Linked DNA regions of Bombyx mori: region 1 is linked to region 2. The links are chromatin contacts, called in public Hi-C maps. All regions are on one chromosome and are shown on one strand. The core of a region is the stretch at or near the end of the contact, and the rest is flanking DNA. Distances in the headings are between cores, read along the strand shown.

Region 1 (4,221 bases), core at 29-2,528, 42 kb after region 2:
TAACTTCTGATGTTTATAGTTTTAAAGGTAATAACGCAATTTGATAATACTATCGTGTTGACAACATTTTATGTTGTTTATATCGATATATGCTGAGGATATTGTGATGTTAAGCTACAGATATTTTAAATTTTCCAACATTGCTTAACAATCCTAATCCAAGACTTTTAAGAAGTTGTAAAATAAGAGAATTATCATACCTATGTTGTTTTTATTTAAATTTTAGTGAATAATGTCAATTAATAAGGTAAATGAAGAAAATATTCATTCGTTGCAGTTTCTTCTTGTTAAATGTAGAAGGCGAACGTATGTCTGTTTCCCGCAATGCGAGCTTTTAAACAAAACGTCGAACGTGAACAATGACGTCATTGTTCATTACTAATAACAAACTTCTACTAACTTACCACAAGACTGGAAACTGGGATGATAAGTAAGATAAAGTAATATTATGTAAAATCGAAAAAAATTAAATAAATATTTCTTAAGCTCTTCTCTAATCCCTAAAGTGGATTTTAATTTTTTTATTATACTAATTCTGTCAATGCGCTGCAAAATTTTTACGAGACAATGTTGCTTGAATCAAATTTTTGAGTGAACAAGTTTTTTAAAAATAGTAATTACCCATTATTTGAATTTAAAAAAATTAGCATGATTAAAAGACTATTCATATTTTACCCGACTTAAAAATAGAAGAAGAAGCTTATCAATTTGACTTTAGTTCTGTGTACTTTTTATGTGATGTTACCTCAGCACTTTTTTCTAGGTGAAAAAATTATGATGGTTACTTTTTTATTTCAAAGTTTCTTGTTGATCTCTTTTCATATCATCAAGCTTAAAAAAGTTTGAACATTGAAGATATCTCCTCTTTTTATTTTGTTGAAGTCGCTTTTTTTTCGAACATTTTGTATTACGTTAAAATTCATTTCACAAGCTACCATTGTCTTAATAGAAAAACTAGAATACATGTCATAGTTAATGCGGTTTAGAAATGTGAAAAAGTAAGAAGAACTTGTTAAAAATTCCTGTTGCTGTAACGACAGTTTTCAAGATGATGTTATTCTTTAACTATGAATATAGATACTCACACGTGGTTCTCTGATGAGCTAGCGTTAAAACAACGATGAGAAAATAGCGCGAAGGCCGATTAAATAATGAGAATCGAATGCGTGGTTACGCGTGCTTTCTCTCCTGAAGCTTACTGAATGTCTAGTGACGACCGACTCAGATCGAGCGCGCTCCCAGACTGATACCAAACACAATGATTTGGCTCGAAACATTGGCGTTAAGACCCTTCTGATAACGAAGTCGTTTGTACGTCGAACCGTGAAAGATTACGTTGTTTTCCATGCATGTTGTGTAGTTGTTATATTGATTGTGGCTATCCGAGGGCCGGACGACACACCCGCCGACAGATTGTATCTCTATATCAGTACTTGGAGTTTTTTTTTTTCCTGTCTTATTCGCTGGTAAGCAAAGGGGCTATTCCAGCTAGGCTCAGACGGGTAGGTGAGCTCACGGGCTCAAACTGAGACAATCTGCTGACACTAGATCTAACAAGAGCTTCGCGGAATTTACCACCGGATCGGAATCGCGACTCACTGAGAAGATCCCACACTGGGTAGGGATATACTTACAACAAATACATTGTAAATGTGGTTTCTAACGAATGCAGATCTGAAAAGCTCACAATCCAGCCGGTTTTAAGTTATCGGCTATCCACTTTGAGGCGTTAAGTTAAAATCTTACTTGTAATAGCAAAGGTTTGATTTTTGTTACACGATGATAATTAGTCTTTCATATTTTTTTCTATTTTTTTTTATAGCCTGATGGTCAGTGGCTACCGTCGCATCGCGTGGGACGTAGTGGCTTCAAGTAGTATGGATGAACTCTACTCCGATGGCGGGCATTGCGATGGTAAAAACGAGATGATGGTACCATCTCAAAATCTATACATAGTAATATGTGTTAAGTACGTATAGACTAAGGATATTTCAATTATACACCGTTTGTTTGATGTTTTATATTTGTTTCTACCACAAGAGGCTAAGATCAAATCTACTCGATGGCACAGATTAAATAGTGGCAGATAATTATAGCGCAACATAATGTTTTCTTTGTTTCAGTGTTTCTAATATTTTTAGTCTCTGATTGGCATGGTACAGTGGATTCTGGTTTGGGTCCAGATGATAATGCGATTTATTCCTGATTATTGCTTATTTGTTAAATCGTCGCGGGTAGGTAGGTAGGTAGGTACTACCATGATGTCCATTGCTGCTTCGACGCAGTAATGCATTGCTGTTTGAAGAGCGAGACATCTATTACACAATATAATTGACTTCAACATCATTTATCTGGACGAGCTGAGGAATATACATCATAATATTTATGAGCTTGGTAATCTATGCCAAAAAGAGCAACATTTTCTCACGTCAACGAGGGGGAACCAATAAAACATTCCAATCCAACTATATTTTTTTATTGTCAACGATAACATTAATTTCTTCTTTACCATAATAAATTAATACTGAAATATTCTATCGTTATCATTGTTATTAACGTTTTATTGTTTGATACACGGATACGTTTTATTTGAGTCTTGAGATAACATTAAAACGAGTTGAATTGCATTTTTTTTTCCTACCTAAGCTGATAGCCTTGTGAGGCCATATCAGCGTTACCTTAACTAGTAGGTGAGCTCACGGGGCTCAAACCCGACGACGTTGCTAACACGAACCCTAGCAAGAGCCGTGCTTCGCAGAATCTACCACCGGATCGGAAACGCGACCCACTGAGAAGATCCGGCGAGAAACTCGGTGGGCTGTGTCTGAGGGTTATTGAACTGCAAATAATTGTATGCGGTCTATTGACAAATTACTTTTGCGATTGTGTCGAAACGTGACGGCATCAAATTATGCAATCTCTTCACCTGGTGCAAGACTTAGTACTTTTTGCCTCAAAGAATTTTATTAAGCTGCTTAAATAATGCAATATATTTGATAATGCCTCCTTTGAAAATAGAACAGAAATGAATTGAAGGACATTTCTACGCGGTAAATTATTTTCTTGATGGAAAATAACTTAAATAAATACACGCTTCTTTATTTGCCGGCTTTCGAAGCTATTGGCAGATTTTCACGCCATTCATATCGAATAACCTCTTGTGAGTTCGCGCGGGTGGGTACCACCGCCCCGCCTATTTCTGCCGTGAAACAGTAATGCGTTTCGGTTTGAAGGGTGGGGCAGCCGTTGTAACTATACTGAGATGTTAGAAGTTATATCTCAAGATCTCACCTCCATATAAGCAATAAAAAAAAAGATCCAGGCAAAAAATTATAGAAACAGTAAGATTTTTTTCGTTGTAATGCTTATCTAATTTCATATACATATTTTGATTGTAGGAGACATGAATAATCATTGGCTATCAGACATGACATAATTGACAGCTACACTGACGTCCGCACTTGCCGCGATAACAGTTTATCTCATCTGAACGTCAGGATCATATTAGACAAGGCGGGGCAAATAAAAATGAACCTTAACATTATCGCTTTAGTGTGTACTAGATGATGACCGAGCTTAGCTCGTTTTTTTTTTGATAACGCCATCTTGTTGTGTCTCTAAAGCGGTTAGTTGCCCTCAATTAAGAAAAATAGTATTATTATTCGTCAATAGATGTCGGGAAGAGTTGATTATTGAAAACACGAATAAAACAACATTTTCGAAAATAAATCGTAGCTAGATCGATTTATCGCCCCCGAAATCCCCTGTATACCTACTAAATTTTATGGAAATCGTTGGAGCCGTTTCCGAGATTCAGATTATATAGGTATATATTAATATACAAGAATTGCTCGTTTAAAGGTATAAAATAAGATAAGATTCAATTTTCTTTAAAATTATTGATGGTCTTTTTAACTGAATACTGAAATCTGATGTATCGAGAAGTCAGTTTCTCTTTTTGGGGTTCCGTCAACCCACAACGATAAAGATTTCGCCCTGACATTCAGGACATTGGCCTGACACGATCCGATGTTCAAGGTTCAATGCTTTTCAGAGCCCACTAGGCTACTGTGTAGCTACCTTGAAACTTAAGAGTAGCGTCTGATCTAAGCTGTTTTGTAAAAACGACCGTCGTGAAAACTATCTGTGCGAACTCGCAATACTGCCGAACACCCAACAAATTTTTACTGGTGGTAGGACCTCTTGTGAGTCCGCACGGGT
Region 2 (4,619 bases), core at 932-3,431:
AACTTTAGGTCTAGCGTTATTTTAATTTTAATAAAAACTTCTTTACATGAAAAATGATATTATATGAAATGAAATGAGGCTGATTAATATGAAACATGGCATGAAATGAAATGAAATGAAAACGAAATTAAATTAAATGAGATGAAATGAAATGAGTTGAGATGAGATGTGATGATATTGGATGAAATATAATATCAGTAAAATGGTGGTCATTTACTGAGATTTTTTCAGTGGACTTTTTGGAGTATCCCCAGTAGCTACGTTCAGCGGCTTTGTTTCATTTTCCCACATTTGTGCACTTTCACAGATACTAATCAGTTAATAAACCAGCGTTATTACATATTTAAACCTGAAGAAACACTAAATAGACAAAATAAAACAAATCATACAACTTCATTCCTCGCGTTCCCGCCAAAAAGTCTTGTTAAAGTCTGTGGTCTAATTGAGAATTTATTAATATTGTTTGTCTTTATATTATTAGTCTATAGCGTAACCTTGGCGAAACCTTTAATTGTAGAAGTATAGTTTTTGATAATAAACCATAGTAATTTTCTAATTTATAATTTAAATTAATTATGGTCGAATTTTGACCACTAGTCCAATAGTTATGATAATGTTACAATTTGGATCGTTCTAATTATATTTCCTAAATTTGTTAATTTATGTTCATGCACCATAGAATTGAATTTCCAATTATTTTTTTAGACAGTATTCATATACCTACTTGTATGAAATATAATATGTTTGATAATGATGATAATGATGTATTTGTTCCAGTACAAGACGACCTCGGCATCAGAGCTTCAGAGCATCCTGAGGAAAGTACGAGAGAAAGTCGAAGTCTCATGATGGAGTACCTCCCAGGAATCGACGAAGATGCATCCTATTGTTAATGTTTAATTTTAAAACGTAGATTACATTAAGAGTGCCTATCCAACGGAGTGGAGCTAGCCAGTGTAGCGGAGAAACACCCTTAATTTGACATTTAAGAGATGAAAATGTTTGACTGAAATTGTTTTTTTCAGTACATTCTGCGATTATACATATATGACTATAATTACTTTAAGCTGAATGTCATTAAAATTAGTAGTAAATATTACTACTGCATTTTATTTTTACTATTATTACTAGTATAGGTAGTATATTTATTAGTATTAACAATAGTATGTAATTTTCTCACAATTGTTATAGTACGTTAAACATAGCACGATATTGGGGACAGTTGTCATAAATTCCGTTTGAAAAACTATATTCTAGGACGTACGAAAAGAAATAAAATTAGTTTTATTCACCTAAGCCTATTCTTCAACAACTGTCCCGCAATCAAGCTACATTTAAAACACTATTTATTTATAATGTTACGATGACTCTTTGCTCTTCTACCAGACTAAGAATAATCGAAATATAAACGATACTACAAGAGATCGTTCAATTAAAATTAAAACTAACATTATTTTTATACTTTTATTATTTGTTTAAGTAATTTATATTATCTAAATAATATATATTGTGTTTAATAACATTAAAGTGGAAGTAAAAGTGACAAGATGTAACAACAACACTCAATTTCAAACAACTTTTGATATTTGTTGTATTCGTCCATAAACTATAAGTACTAATAAATTATTACGTTTTAATGTCTATTTTACTTGAGCAAAACTTATTTTACTTACTTGAGTTACTCGAGTGAGACTTTAAATTAATTTCTACGTGTTTCTTTTATTATTCCAATATGAACTGTATTCGATTACTTAGCGCAATTCAATAACCATTACTTTAAAAAAAAAGTTTAGAAAATATTAACAAATTTTATAAATACCTTGAAATATATTTTAAATATTCACTGCAGTTATTTTTTAGTAATTAATTGAAAATGTTATCGCTTTTTAAGGCGTTGACATCAACAGTGGCAGAAAGAAGGTGGAGCCGATGCCTAAAAAAAAATTTTCCTGTGACATGAACCTCTTTCATCCATTTATCAACGTCACCCCTTCACAAATGTTCATTATTTATTAAAATAAACATTTTTTACTTGTTTCTGCGACCTGAGTATCATATTATACACCGCATTGATAAATGAACCTTAAAAATGCTCAAGTCATGACTACTTACCTTCTTTGAGTTGAAATTATAAAAGGTCATAAAAATTTGAATAGTACACAGAGTAGGAATATAAAGATATAGGCTAAGCTATTTGTTTAAATAAAACATATAATGACGTTATTTAAGTACAAACAAAGGTTTAACGTATTTGATTTAATAAATAAATGGTAATTAATCTTGCGTTTGTTTGGAAAACTCACAGGGCTCAGTCTGAGAGAACTTAATAACACTAGCCCTAGCAAGAGGACGACCGCCCGTCCGGCGTCCCGAGGGGGAGGGTGATGGGAGAGATGTGCTCCGCACTAAACGCTTCACTTTCCCTTCACACTCCCCCCTTTGTCTTTTCATGACTTCTGTGTCATGCGAGGTTTGGACGTGGGTTATTGAGTGACAGGAGGTTTAGTCAGTTCGACTCCGGCATGCCCCGCCCTCCGTCCTCAGTGGAGGGCGGAAGTCCGGAGTTTTCCTACTGACAAAAAAAAGACCTAGCAAGAGAAGTGCTTTGCTGAATCTACCATCGGATCGTAATCGCGACACACTGAAAAAAATCTGACAAGAAACTCGATAGATTGTGTCTATGGGTAGGTTGCACGTTGAGCTCTGACCTGTGGGATCGGACCTGACCCGATAAGACATGATTTGGTGGTAGCGATTGCGGGTTGCCCCATGGTCAGGGTCGGGTATGTTTAGAGGAGGCTACGATAATAGAATTATCGCGTCGCGCCGCTTATTCAAAGAAGCGTTCTGACGCTATCTTCAGCAGTACTACGTAGTGCCTTGATTTCGGGGTTGTCGTGAAAATCTACATTACTCTTCACATACCAAGACTCGCTTTAGGTGAGTGGGATAAAATCTCTACGACGGAGGAAATCCTAGATCCCGAATTCAAGTTCATAAATTTTAATTCCATTCTTCATTAAACTTGAACACATGACAGGATTAATTAGGAAAACTGATACCAGGGACAGAATTTGAATCTTGGTGTATCGCATCATTCAATTTCTAACCTATCTACCTTTTTACTCTTCTATCTTCTCGAATTTCTCAAATCCTATTTTCCTACCATTGATTAAATTAATAATGGAAAACACAAGGCACATGATCTAATCGCTAATCATAACGGTTTTTTATTCATAGATGGGTGGACGAGCTCACTGCCCACCTGGTGTTAAGTGGTTACTGCAGCCAATAGACATCTACAACGTAAATGTCGCCACCCACCTTGAGATATAAGTTCTTAGGTCTCAGTATAGCTACAACGGCTGCCCCACCCTTCAAACCGAAACGCATTACTGCTTCACGGCAAAAGTAAGCAGGGTGGTGATACCTATTCGTGCGGACTCACAAGAGCTCCTACCACATAATCATAACGTTGCCACCAAAAACTTTTAATGAATCGCATCACTCGTTTTCTTATCTATTAAGCTATAGAAGCTTCTGAAGTTTCTTTTGCACTATGATCGTTTTAATTTGCCGAAAAAACAATAAAAATTTTAAGCTAAAATCCAGCCGCTAATCATATAGCAGTCAATCAGTGATGAATCGGCTTTTTCTACCCTCAATATAACAAAAAAATACCAAACTGAAATATAAATTGAATTTGTTGCAAAGTTAAGGATGAACGAAAAGAAAAACAAAACATGAAAAATATACAATATCCTGTATTTCATTATCATTAACATTTCAAACTTTATAGATAACCTTAAAATTAAAACAAACACGTTTGGGTTTTTACAAATTTAATGCAGACTCCCTAACAATATAGGTTTTAGAATAAACAAATTCGTTTTTAACTAACTGCTGTGTAATAAATGCAAATACATCCCACAGATATCCACTGATATTCCCGTTGGATCTTCTCAGTGGATCCCGACTCCGAACCGGTGGCAGATTCGGCGAAGCATTAGTCTTGCTAGAGCCAGAGCCAGCAAATCCTCATAGCATATGTTGAGCTGGTGAGCTCGCCTACCAGTCCATAAGTATCTAAATAGCCCCATAGACTACTAGCGACGAGGTAAAAGAAAAAAATTAATTTGCCTTTATTGGTCAAGTTCAAGGAAAACCTGTCACACTGGTATCGACTATAATAAAATAAATCTAAAAATATTCCGCTTAAAATATCACATGTACAAAGTATTCCTAAGCATTACGCATCTCAGTCAACAAAATTCTCAATTTATCAATCAATATCTACGGTTCTAGTCAATAGGGACGTCGACTATTTATTTTTTAAATTAAATAAGCTACGTCTTCCCAAATTTAAATTTGAGGATATAATAATTCCGTTCGGAAATAAATTAGAAGCTTTTTGAATCTAGGTTTAGGATAATTATTCTCAAACGACTAAGCATACCTATAATGAACATTGACGTCACGCTAGAAGAGTGACTGAGTGCGAGAGAGATAGAATGATGCTCTGAGCTCTCACTAATGAACGATAATTACTTATAAAAACTACTATTATTTCAAAAATAAATATTTTTTATCATATATTTCTTCACGATTATGAGTATGGC

The links. Hi-C and Micro-C count contacts between places; a contact is called where the count stands out from the background.
Region 1: a Hi-C map of midgut shows a contact between it and region 2, with 2.0 times the contacts expected there. The contact joins the promoter of LOC101744254 here to the enhancer-like site in region 2. A contact is called at or near these places in 2 of 7 Hi-C or Micro-C datasets (midgut and whole pupa).

Annotation. Positions count from the first base shown.
Region 1 is chr27:7,095,595-7,099,815 of ASM3026992v2, forward strand. It overlaps LOC101744254 (hexokinase HKDC1), which reads right to left and starts at 1,279. Exons shown (of 11, transcript XM_062676589.1): 1 at 1,086-1,279.
Region 2 is chr27:7,053,045-7,057,663 of ASM3026992v2, forward strand. LOC101735591 (epidermal growth factor receptor kinase substrate 8) reads left to right here. Exons shown (of 16, transcript XM_062676572.1): 16 at 778-1,637. The coding sequence ends at 849. LOC101744254 (hexokinase HKDC1) reads right to left here. Exons shown (of 11, transcript XM_062676589.1): 11 at 3,747-4,619. Among protein-coding and RNA genes, the nearest start is that of LOC101744254, 42 kb to the right of the region's middle. Within about 2 kb of position 2,182, at least 3 of the 8 cell types and tissues checked have open chromatin away from gene starts, as enhancers often do.